Linked DNA regions of Anser cygnoides: region 1 is linked to region 2. A link is a contact called in public Hi-C data. All regions are on one chromosome and are shown on one strand. The core of a region is the stretch at or near the end of the contact, and the rest is flanking DNA. Distances in the headings are between cores, read along the strand shown. Region 1 overlaps DEPTOR (DEP domain containing MTOR interacting protein). Region 2 has its middle 7.9 kb from the start of EXT1.

Region 1 (4,966 bases), core at 176-2,675, 680 kb after region 2:
TGGTATTCAGATATTAAACGAACTTATATGGCATTTTTAGAGACAGAATTCATTAAGGTTAGATTCTGTGATCTGCCTAAGCCAATCCGATATTGTATGCGCTTTTCTCCCACCTGCACCATGTTCCTGCAGCTACCTTAGTTCTCCCCTGGTAGCTGCATTTCCATTAGCAAAGAGCTTACTGATTGGCCTCAGAACTAACCCTAACAAAATATTTTTCATTTGTCTCGCTCGAGAAGGCTCATGTCTGCTGACTTGAGGGCAGATAGGACACAGGAGGTTATATCATCAGATCTTTGTGGAATGAAGTGCTTCAGAGCTTTCTGCCCAAATAATTTCACCTTCGTTAATTTGTTTTCCAAAAATCAAGCAACCAAAAAATTGGCAGTCTTCTCTGTGAAATTCCACCAGAGCAATACGCTGAAAGAAAAGGTTTCAAAGTGAAGGTCGGGAAGGTCACGAAATTAAGTGCTTTGACACCCAGAAGTTTCCTGCTATCTCTGTGCTATCACAACACTTTTAATGATATGTTTTACCTAATGCAAATTAATTGTAATTTTTTTAAACAGCGTGATATTTTTCAAATGGATATGTTCATTTTTTTTGTAGAATCTTTGATACATGATTCACCTTCTTATGTCTTTGAGTCTTGCCCATTTGTACTAATTTTGATGATATCAGGCCCCCTATATATATATTATATATATATTTATATATATATAAATATATATATTTTTTATATACATATATATTCCCATATATATATATGGGAATATAAGGAATTTTAATCAAGCGTGTGTGCATGCTTATATATGCATGTATATATATAGATATACATATATGATATATGTATATACATATGGTTCAAGTGCCAGGAATCTCCATTTCTCATTTTTTCCAGTTAAACTTTTGGTTATTCAGCATTTCTGGAAATCCAGGCGTAAGGCTTTCGTTTGCTCGTTTGCTCAGGTCTTTCCCTTAAGCTCTTTTGATAATTGAGCCACTCCAGTCAGCAGCTGTCCTGGAGCACAGCTCTGAGTTAAAACAGTGAACAATGCATGTGCAAACAGCGATCTCTTGCTCTATGTCCACAGTAAGGCGGATGTTGTAAGAGTGGCTGCTGCTGTATATTCTGTGTATTCCATTCCAGGTGGAGTGAATCATTAACTTTTGTCTCAGGTTAGCAGAGATTAGCAGGCAAGCCAAGGGTACTGTATTTGAACCATGTGCAAGAGTAGGTTTTATCTATTTTAGATTAGAGGAGCTGCCTATGAACAGGTGAAGGAAACTGCTCTGATATTGGTGCAGGAAGGGCAGGATTAATATGCCACAGGCAACCTGGCTTTGCCGTATCCCGCACTTATTACACAACCCCTGCTCCTGTGGGGGCAGTGGCCATAGGCTGGCAACGTGACAGAGAAGTGCTCCTATCACTTGGTGTTATTATTTACTATTTGTATAGTGATCGCGCCTAGGAATTCAAGCTATTTATCAGGTCCCTGCAGGGGCAGGCTCTGTGTGCTCAGAGGAAAGATAAAGCCCTTGCAACACAAATCTTGGCCACAGCTGGTGGCAGTTTCGTGCAGCAGACATGGAACCCAAAAGTGACATTCCCAAGGTGCAGAGAAAAATACCTCTGGAGATGCAGAGGTTACACGGCGTGTGCCGGGATGGGATGGCAGGGAGCTCTGGGAATAGTGTTCAGGAAAGGACCCGCTCTTTCCCCTCTCCGAAGTCCCACTGCAGGGTGAGAGCCCAGGCTGAAGCCAGGAGGGAGGTCAGCCAGCTTTCCCTCATGGATAACTGGACAAGGAGTAGGCAGCAACCTGTGCATCTCAAGTTAACTGAGAGGTATTTCTTTTATCTATAGATGCCAGTACTTCTTGAATTGTAAGCATTTTAGAATTTCCGTGCTTTCTTTGATGTAAAATTTAACAACTTGAAGGGTGCAGTCACAGCAGCAAAAGTTAGCTTCTTCCCAGCCCAGCTGAGATCCTGGTGTTGGCTTCTGTATCCCATAGCCAAGCACCCAGGCACTGCGTGCTGGCCTGGGTGGTACCTTTTGGCGTAGGGTCTGCTCTCAGAAACTGATAGTCCCTTCTAAAAATCCAGACCCTTCTCTCTTTCTTGCCACTTACTCTGTTTTTTATATTTGTAACCCTTGTATTGTGGTTAGCTCTTTTTGCCTCCTTCTTCCTGGCATCACATGTTTGCGTGAGCACTTTTGCTGACTAGAAGATATTTTTTTCTCGTTGAAAGCAAGGCTTGAATACAGTGATCTGCTCAAGCTTTTGCGGGAAAAGGTTAAACTGATGAAGAACTGGCAAAGGGAATGAAAGTTGTGGTAAGAAAAAGTAAGAAATAAGCAGGTTTGGTACTTGCACCTGGGCTTGAAAGAAGAATACACTCCATAAAAATGCCACAGAAAACAAAGTACACAAACAATCTCTGAAGAGAAACTGCATTGAGGTGCTAAAATAATGACAGGAGCTACAAAGCTGGAGATCTCAGCAGAACCACTGGCACTCACTGGGTGAAGCACACACTTCATGTTAGCCATGGCCTATTGCTTTTCTTCCTTAACCAAGAGCAGAACATCTAGACCACATATTTTAAATAATTTTGATGTGTAAACCATTGGATTTAAATAGAACTTAAACCTGTTTAGGCATAGTGTCACAAGGATCCTTACTTACAGTGGTTTCACTAAGACTATTAGTACTGCAAATAGGATGGACAGTTTTATGAAGGCAGTTTGCCTCAGCCAGCCAGCAGAAGGACAGATGAGAAGGAATTTTTAATCAATTTTGTAAATATCAACATGTTTTTTTTTGTAATGGTTTGGGGAGTTGACCTTTGCCTTGAACCTCACATTTTGCTTGTGGCCTAAAGGAGAAATGACTGTATTGTGAACATGCCTTTGTTCCTTGCAGCAGGAAGAATAACAATGATTGTAGGGTTAAAGAAAGCTAGATTATTTAAACCTGCACTGCCAGGAAAGTGCTCTACACTGGGAGTGGAAGCATAATATAATATATAGTGGAAGTGTATTTGGGGGCAGTGGCCACAAAATGGATCATGGGAAGCTCCGCACCAACATGCGAAAGAACTTCTTCCCGGTGAGGGTGACGGAGCGCTGGGACAGGCTGCCCAGGGAGGTTGTGGGGTCTCCTCTGGAGATGTTCAAGGCCCGTCTGGACGCCTACCTGGGCAGCCTGCTCTAGGGAACCTGCTATGGCAGGGGGGTTGGACCCGATGATCTCTGGAGGTCCCTTCCAACCCCTACAATTCTGTGATTCTGTGACAACAATGTGCAGCCGTGCTCCTTCGTTTTTGGAAAATGCTGATGCGTAGAGAGAGAACAAGTTGCATGGGAACACAGAGGAAGAGACAAGATAACCCACAGGCTCGCTCGGGCTCTGGTGAAACCTGTGAAGTCAGAGGAGCCTCCTCAGGCAGTGGCTCTGCTTCTGGTGACATCTATTTGTCCGTTCCTCAGCTAGGCCCTGCTTCATGGTACAGCTCTGCAGGGAGCCAGGTGTGCCTGCAGCTACAGATGTGGAGTGAGGCAAAGAGTTTTGAAGGCTAAAATTTCAAGCTGGTATTGCCAATGAAAGCAGTGGTCCCCTCTTTCCCTTATTTCTTTCTGCCTGCTGGTTCCCTGCTTGGTGCTTCCCTTCCTTTGGCTTAAGCACCTCTGGACCATCATCACAGGGTGACCTGCACCGAGGCAGTGATCAGCAGGGCTTTCTGATGGGTGATATTTCAGTTGGGTCAGTTTTACAAACCGATTTACCGCATGACCACAAAAAAGCCCTTTCTGGAGAAGTACGGGCGGGGGAACCAGCTTACACCATTTCACTCCGCTACGGTTTAAGGCTGTGGTTTTCTGATACAGCAGATCTAACTGCAGGCCGCTGCTGCCCTGCTCTTATCGCTTCCCTTGCACTTCTCGCTGACGTTCACGGGATCAGAAGTTCAGGGAACTGCATCAGCTGAAGCCAAGCGAGAAAAGTTTAACTCTCTTAACAGGCCCGGCGTGCGGTCAGGCCTGTGCCAGTGAGGGAGCCAGACAGAAACGCGCGGTCAGGGACGCGTGGCACAGGGCAGCAGCCACTGCTGGTTTGCTTGGCCACCCTCACAGTGCCTAATTTTTCCTACACACAACATGGGTCAGATATTTGCTTGATTCCCACCTCAAAACTTCCGACTCTGACAGAAGACTGTAAAAATAAGGTTGGGTTTAAATGCTTGATGCACGTGTTATCAGACAGGCCCAGCAACTACCCGTTTATTTCTTGTTCAAGGTTTATTTCTTGTTCAAGGTTTTTACCTTTCCTTCCGTGCTCCTGTCAGGGTGTAGTGCACGAACAGGGGCAAACACTGACGTGTGCATTTCAGACGTTTTGAAATTTGGGCTGTGCAGTTTATATGGGCAGCACACCGCAGTGCTACCTGTGTGAGAGCGCTGCTGCAGAGTGCGACCTCCATGTTAATTACCAGCCCTGTAATTTTACAGTCTTCATCGTTTGTTTCTTATGAGTGCCTCAATCCAGTAAATGCGCTCAGATCTCAAAGGTGCATTTACAAATAATTAAAAAATATGCCTGATTGTGCTTGCTAATTCAGAGCAAACATAGAAGCTGGCTTTTGCATAGTGAGGCCGTAATTCTTCATTTCCTTGCAACAGTGTGAGCGATTACATGGGGTACCACAGCTATGGCAGAGGGATTTGCAGGCAGAGGAGAGCTTTCTGGGTTATGTGGAGCACCAGGGGCTATCGGTCACGCTGTGGGTCCTACAGCAGCGTTTGCTGGTGTGTCTGGCTGCTGCTGCAGAAAAGGGCAGGGGAGCTGGGCTCCTGCTTTGCTGGTGGGCCTGCTGTAGTGCTTATCTCACCCCATGGTGAGCAGTCTGGGGAGCTCAGCCAGGTTACAGTGGTGTTGTCCTAATGCCAATGACAGTG
Region 2 (5,164 bases), core at 2,351-4,850:
CTCTGCGTAACGCTTTGGCTTCCCGGCCCCCGGGGCTCCGCCGGCCGCAGAGCCTGGTTGTCGGTTCTTCTTCCTTCGAGGAGTAACAACTTCCAGATTTACTCCCTTTCTAACTGAGCATCTTTCAAAGTGGGTGTAGAACTATTTAAATAGCTTCTGTGGAGGTGGGATGAGAAATTGCTCTTATTCCGTAGTCTGCAATCAGCACCAAACAAGCACTTTTCTCCACTGCACACACAAACAGGCAAGCAGCTGCCAGCAGCCTCAGCACTTTAGGTCTGATTCTCTGCTCGCTGCTGCAAGGCGTGAGGAATTCCATTGACATCAACGGAGCTCCAGCGATGTGGTTGTTATTTTATGTCATTAGTTTATTTTTAATCCATTTAAGTCTCCGTTTATTTATTTATTTACTGCTGCAGGGGGTCTCCGGCGGCTGCACTCCGGGAGGGTGAGTGTGGGTGGTGCGGAGCAGCCCTGGGCCCCAGCGTGGTTCTTCTTCCCCCAGCTTTTGGAAGAGGCAGGGATCGGCTCCATCACCTGCCTGTCCCCTGATGGCCAAAGGCTTTCTCTGGCACCAGCACAGCTCTGCTGGGCGCAGGAGCTGGAGGCTGCAGGAGCTGCGGCTGCCCCAGACTCATCCCCGCTTGTGCAGAGCAGAAATGCGGAGGGCAGCACAGAGCACAAGCAAGCCACAGGCCATAGGGGCACAGCAAGCCTCTCTGGTGGCTCCCGGAGACAGCTCCCACTATACCAAGTGGGAGCAAAGCAGGCAGCCCAGTAAAGCTCGATAAAAGTTTGGGCCATTGCTGAGTCAGTTCTGAAGCTGGCGATGTGCGGTATTTTCGTGCACCACTTTTTTTTTTTTCCTCCTTTCGGTGCAAATATGGGTGGCAATCTGATTAGCTTATGATTCACCATTTGGCTAATGTCCCTACTTCCCCCAGTCCCCACCTGTTCAAATAACTGCTACTGTAATGTAGGCTGTTAACTTGGAATAACTTTTCCAACCCCTTTTGTAAATGAACTCTGGAAACTGCTCGAACTCTTGTCCATAGGCTGAAGTTGTAATCATTTTAACTTAAATGCTGTTAAAACCAGCTCAGCCTGCTACAAAACTCCACGCGGGCATTTAAGGGGAAGCAAGCTCACTTCGAGCTGCCCAGACTCAACCGAGGCTGGGATCAGAGTGCTGTTTTGGGAGGGCCACGTCTCCAGCCCCAGCACAGCTCCTTACAAAGGCTGTCACCTCCCGGGCAGTGCCACGCAGGGACATTGCAGCCTCACTGGTCCTGGGATCTGATCCAGGCTGGCAAAGCCACCCAGCTGCAGCAAACACCCGAGGTGGGTTGGGGCTGGTCGCCTAAGCTCGGTTTCGCTAAGGTCAGCAGCTCTGAGCACACCTTTGGTCAGCCAGTCCCATGCCCACCACTCGTCCTTTCAGCTAAGTCAACATCAGCCAGTTGCTCCCGTGACCCCCATAGGCCCTTTGCTCCAATTTAAACAGATCAATCAGGCTCAGGGAAACTTCACAAAAGACCTAAATTATGCAAGCTATGCAGTGCAAGCCAAAAAAAAAAAAAAAAAAAAAAGTTGGAGGGAGTAATGGTGGTACTGAGCTAACCAGAGGAATGGTTTGTTCTGTTCCCAAACTGACCACGACAGTGCGACAGGAAGGTTAGACAGATCATTTTGAGGCTGTGAGAAGTCCACATGCATGTCAGCTGCTGTGCGTACACCCTCGAGAAGACCACTAGGCAAACCCCACGTCTCGCCTAGCCCTCTGACCGCGCAGCCCTCTGCGCCCCTCCACAACCTCCCCTGCCCAGCCCTCCATCACCAGCATGGTGCACCTCATCGTGCTCAGCTCTCGCTGTCCCACGGCCACAGACCTCTCTGATCCTCAGCCTGTGGGCCCACCCGGCCCCAGGTCGGCAGGCTGGGGTGTGCACGGAGCTCCCCGTGCTGCGGGATGGACGTGGCCGGTGCAGAGGTGATGGGGAGAGGAGCGGCTGCATGTCCGCGCTGCTGCCGTCAGGATCAGGATCTGGTGCTAGCGCCAGGGCAGGCAGATGCTTTGCCTGTGGGTAAAGGCAGTAGGTTCGCCAAGGAAGTGGATCTCCCTAGGTGGTGTGCTAATTTCACCCCTGGCAAATGGCATTAATATAATACATCAAAGCTGGGCACATTAATAGGAAACCAAGGGAAAGGATTTGCTATACATGCTAGCTACTTTTCAAATGCAAATGTCTGTCTTAAATCAGATTAAGATAGAAGGAAGCCTAGAGAATGCCAATAATTAATACATGATAAAGCAATAAACATCCAGGGCATCAAAAGGTAAAACACAATCGCAGAGATGAAAGTGCTCCTGCTCCTCCGCGGTGCGAGCAGGTGCGAGTCCCCCTTCCCACCTGCGTGGGTCGGTGGTGATCACAACCCGGAGCGGCTGCTGCTGCTGGGCACATCCCTCTTCTGCTTCAAGGGAAATGAGAGGAAGCCTTAAGCTCGGCCAGGGAAGGGGAGACTCCCCGAGATGGGGCGAGCAGTGCTACTGCAGCAGGGGAGCCTGGAGCTGCTCCTGAATTCACAGGCATGGCCCCGGTGGGGAGGCCTCCTGGCAGCGTGAGGATATCTGGCTCCTGCAGCTCTACTTCAGTAGGAAAGACGGGGATGGGTGCCAGCACCTCTGAAAACCTTGGGTGGTCAGGATCTCCCCTGTCCGCTCCGCTGCCATTAGCTGATCTCAGAAGTGCTTTGCACTGCTCCCCTGAATCCTCCTCCCATGAAGAGCAGACTTGGCGATTCCCTGTTCCCCTCCTTCCTCCAGACTTGTATGTTTAATTACGGTTGCAGCAGGGCGTATCTCACCTACCTTGAATCTTAAAAAACGAGCGATAAGAAACAAGGGAAATACTAACAGGCTCCTATGTCTTACAAATCACACGGTCCTGGCATCAGACCCCCCCCGAGTACCCTGTGGTTTTACTTCCTTCTTCAACTGATGCCGAAAAGCAGCGCTCACTCCAGCGTTATTGAGCTTGCAGAAGGCACCCAACTTCAGCAGGCTTTGCCTATCGATTGTACCACCAGATAAGTGGGCTGCCTCGCACGCAGTCCGTGCGTGCGGGAAATGAGCTCCTCTGACGGCAGATAAACATCGCAGTTAATGTTTGAAAGCTGCCGCTCAGCCCCGAGCCCCGGCTGGCTGCAGGTCCTGCTGACTGCTGTGGTCTGCGTACTGGTCCCTGGAATTGGAGGGCGCTTATCTTACCAAGCTGTTCTTTATTTTTAGCCCAAGATACCAGAAAATAAGCAGAAGTCTCTTCCCAGGCCTCTTAGGAGATGTAATGCTGACTTACAGGTTTGTAGCCTGCCCCTAGATCAGAATAGGACTTAAAAATCAAATAGCTAAAAGCTGAGCAGTAACGGTACACTGGGCTCCTCTCCCGATTTGCGATCACCTCCCAACACACAAAACCCCCTCGCTGGCCCCTGGAAGCCCAGGATCACATTCTGCTAAAATAAACTAGAAAAATTATGCAGTTCCCACATGCGTCTTTGACATTTCCCTTTCCCTCGGAGCCTCGTTCAGAGCGCGTGCGGGGCTGGAGGGAGCCGTGAGCACGGCCACGGGGTGGGCAGAGGGACGGTGCGGGCGCCAGCGCTTCCCACCTGAGGTGGCAGGGGTGGAGGTCACAGGCAGAGCTGTTGGCAGAGGCAAAGGCAGTTTAAGTCATTCCCTTTGGACACCCAGTTGGGTATCTGTTGCCCTTTGAGGCCTTTGAGGCCTTTGAGGCCTTTGAGGCCTTTGAGGCCTTTGAGGCTAGTGGCCTGTTTCTGCCCCTACTCCCTCCAGCCCCTTTTTGGTATCGTTTCTGGTGTAAAAGTCACAGTGTCACAGCACGGCTGAGGCTGGAAGAGGAGGACGCCTGGTCCAAGCCCCGTGCTCACGCGGGGCCACCTAGAGAGACCACAACAAGACCGCTGCAGTCAGCACCTGCGGTGGCTGGGCTCTAAACCACACGTCATGACCAGAATCCAGCCAGCCCTCCCTGCTGTCCCCCCGCCCAGCCACTGGGATCGGTCAGAGGGATCGAGTGATGATCCTGATCCACATCTCCATCACTGTGGAGAGTGTGCAGATCCAGGTGTGAGATCCAGGTGTGCTAGCCAGACTGAACACAGAGGAGATGCCAGATGCTGCCAGCGTCGTTAATGTAATGTAGGACCCATGTCACTGCCTGCCTGAGAGCACCTACAGGTCTGCTGAGGCCATAGACAGCAGCTGTTGACCTTCAGAAGACACACTGGTACAGCAGAGAAGATGGTCCGATGGATCTTCCTAGAGGGAACTTCATATCCACTCCGCTAGTGGTTATTCAAGCCTGACCATATCAACTGTTGATAATACCCAAGCCCTCTGGCAGATTGCTGGCGTCAGCATGGACTCTGATCTTTGGCTGCTGCCCAGAGAAAATTATTAATCAATCCAACAAGCGCTATCCTAAGCAAGTCCAAACAGCTTGTGCTCCAGCATTCAGGATTTTGGGTAATATTGAAGTTATGAAAGGTCTGAATTTCCATGTGGCCCTTGAGACCCCTGCAGTTTGGTCCTACTAATTAATGCAATCACCGTGACCAAATATTATAGAAGTGCTTACCACCCTTGGTCAAGGGGACCTCTGAGATGGAAATTACCCTGTCATGGTGCTGAAGGAACGTTGTTTCTCAGACCTGCCTGTAAATTTCTTTCATACAAGAACCAGAAGAGGGTTGCCTCCAAGTCCTCACAAGATGTAGCTGCTTACCATGAGCTGGACTAGGCTAGGGGTGCACCCCTCTTAAAAAAAAAATAAATATATATATATATATATATATATAATTTTTAATTCTATTAAGAAATGAGGGATCTCCATGGAGAAAGGCGATGGACTCAGGGTTCAGCTTCACAAGCAGGTCACTTTTGCTGTGCTGTAACTCTCACGACTGGAGGGAGCGAGCTGAGATTCACAACCTTTTGGGTTCTGGTGGTGCTTCCGTCGCAGACAGGGGATATTTGGAAGCACAAGCCTTATCTACCTTAGGGGCCCACCTCCCAGCAGCCCAGGCAAGGTCCAATTTTTGCCCACAGTGCCTCTCACTGGCATGGGTTTTGTTTCCACGG

Evidence for each region. A called contact is a pair of places that touch in the nucleus more often than the background predicts.
Region 1: a contact with region 2 is called in a Hi-C map of liver, with 7 times the contacts expected there. The contact joins two enhancer-like sites. A contact is called at or near these places in 2 of 7 Hi-C or Micro-C datasets (both in liver).

Annotation. Positions count from the first base shown.
Region 1 is chr2:149,987,321-149,992,286 of Taihu_goose_T2T_genome, forward strand. The region is part of intron 2 of DEPTOR (DEP domain containing MTOR interacting protein); the gene reads left to right. Among named protein-coding and RNA genes, the nearest start is that of DEPTOR, 8.1 kb to the left of the region's middle. Within about 2 kb of position 1,426, at least 2 of the 3 cell types and tissues checked have open chromatin away from gene starts, as enhancers often do. A contact at or near this core is called in liver, where this site is marked.
Region 2 is chr2:149,308,066-149,313,229 of Taihu_goose_T2T_genome, forward strand. No RefSeq gene overlaps it. Among named protein-coding and RNA genes, the nearest start is that of EXT1, 7.9 kb to the left of the region's middle. Within about 2 kb of position 3,601, at least 2 of the 3 cell types and tissues checked have open chromatin away from gene starts, as enhancers often do. A contact at or near this core is called in liver, where this site is marked.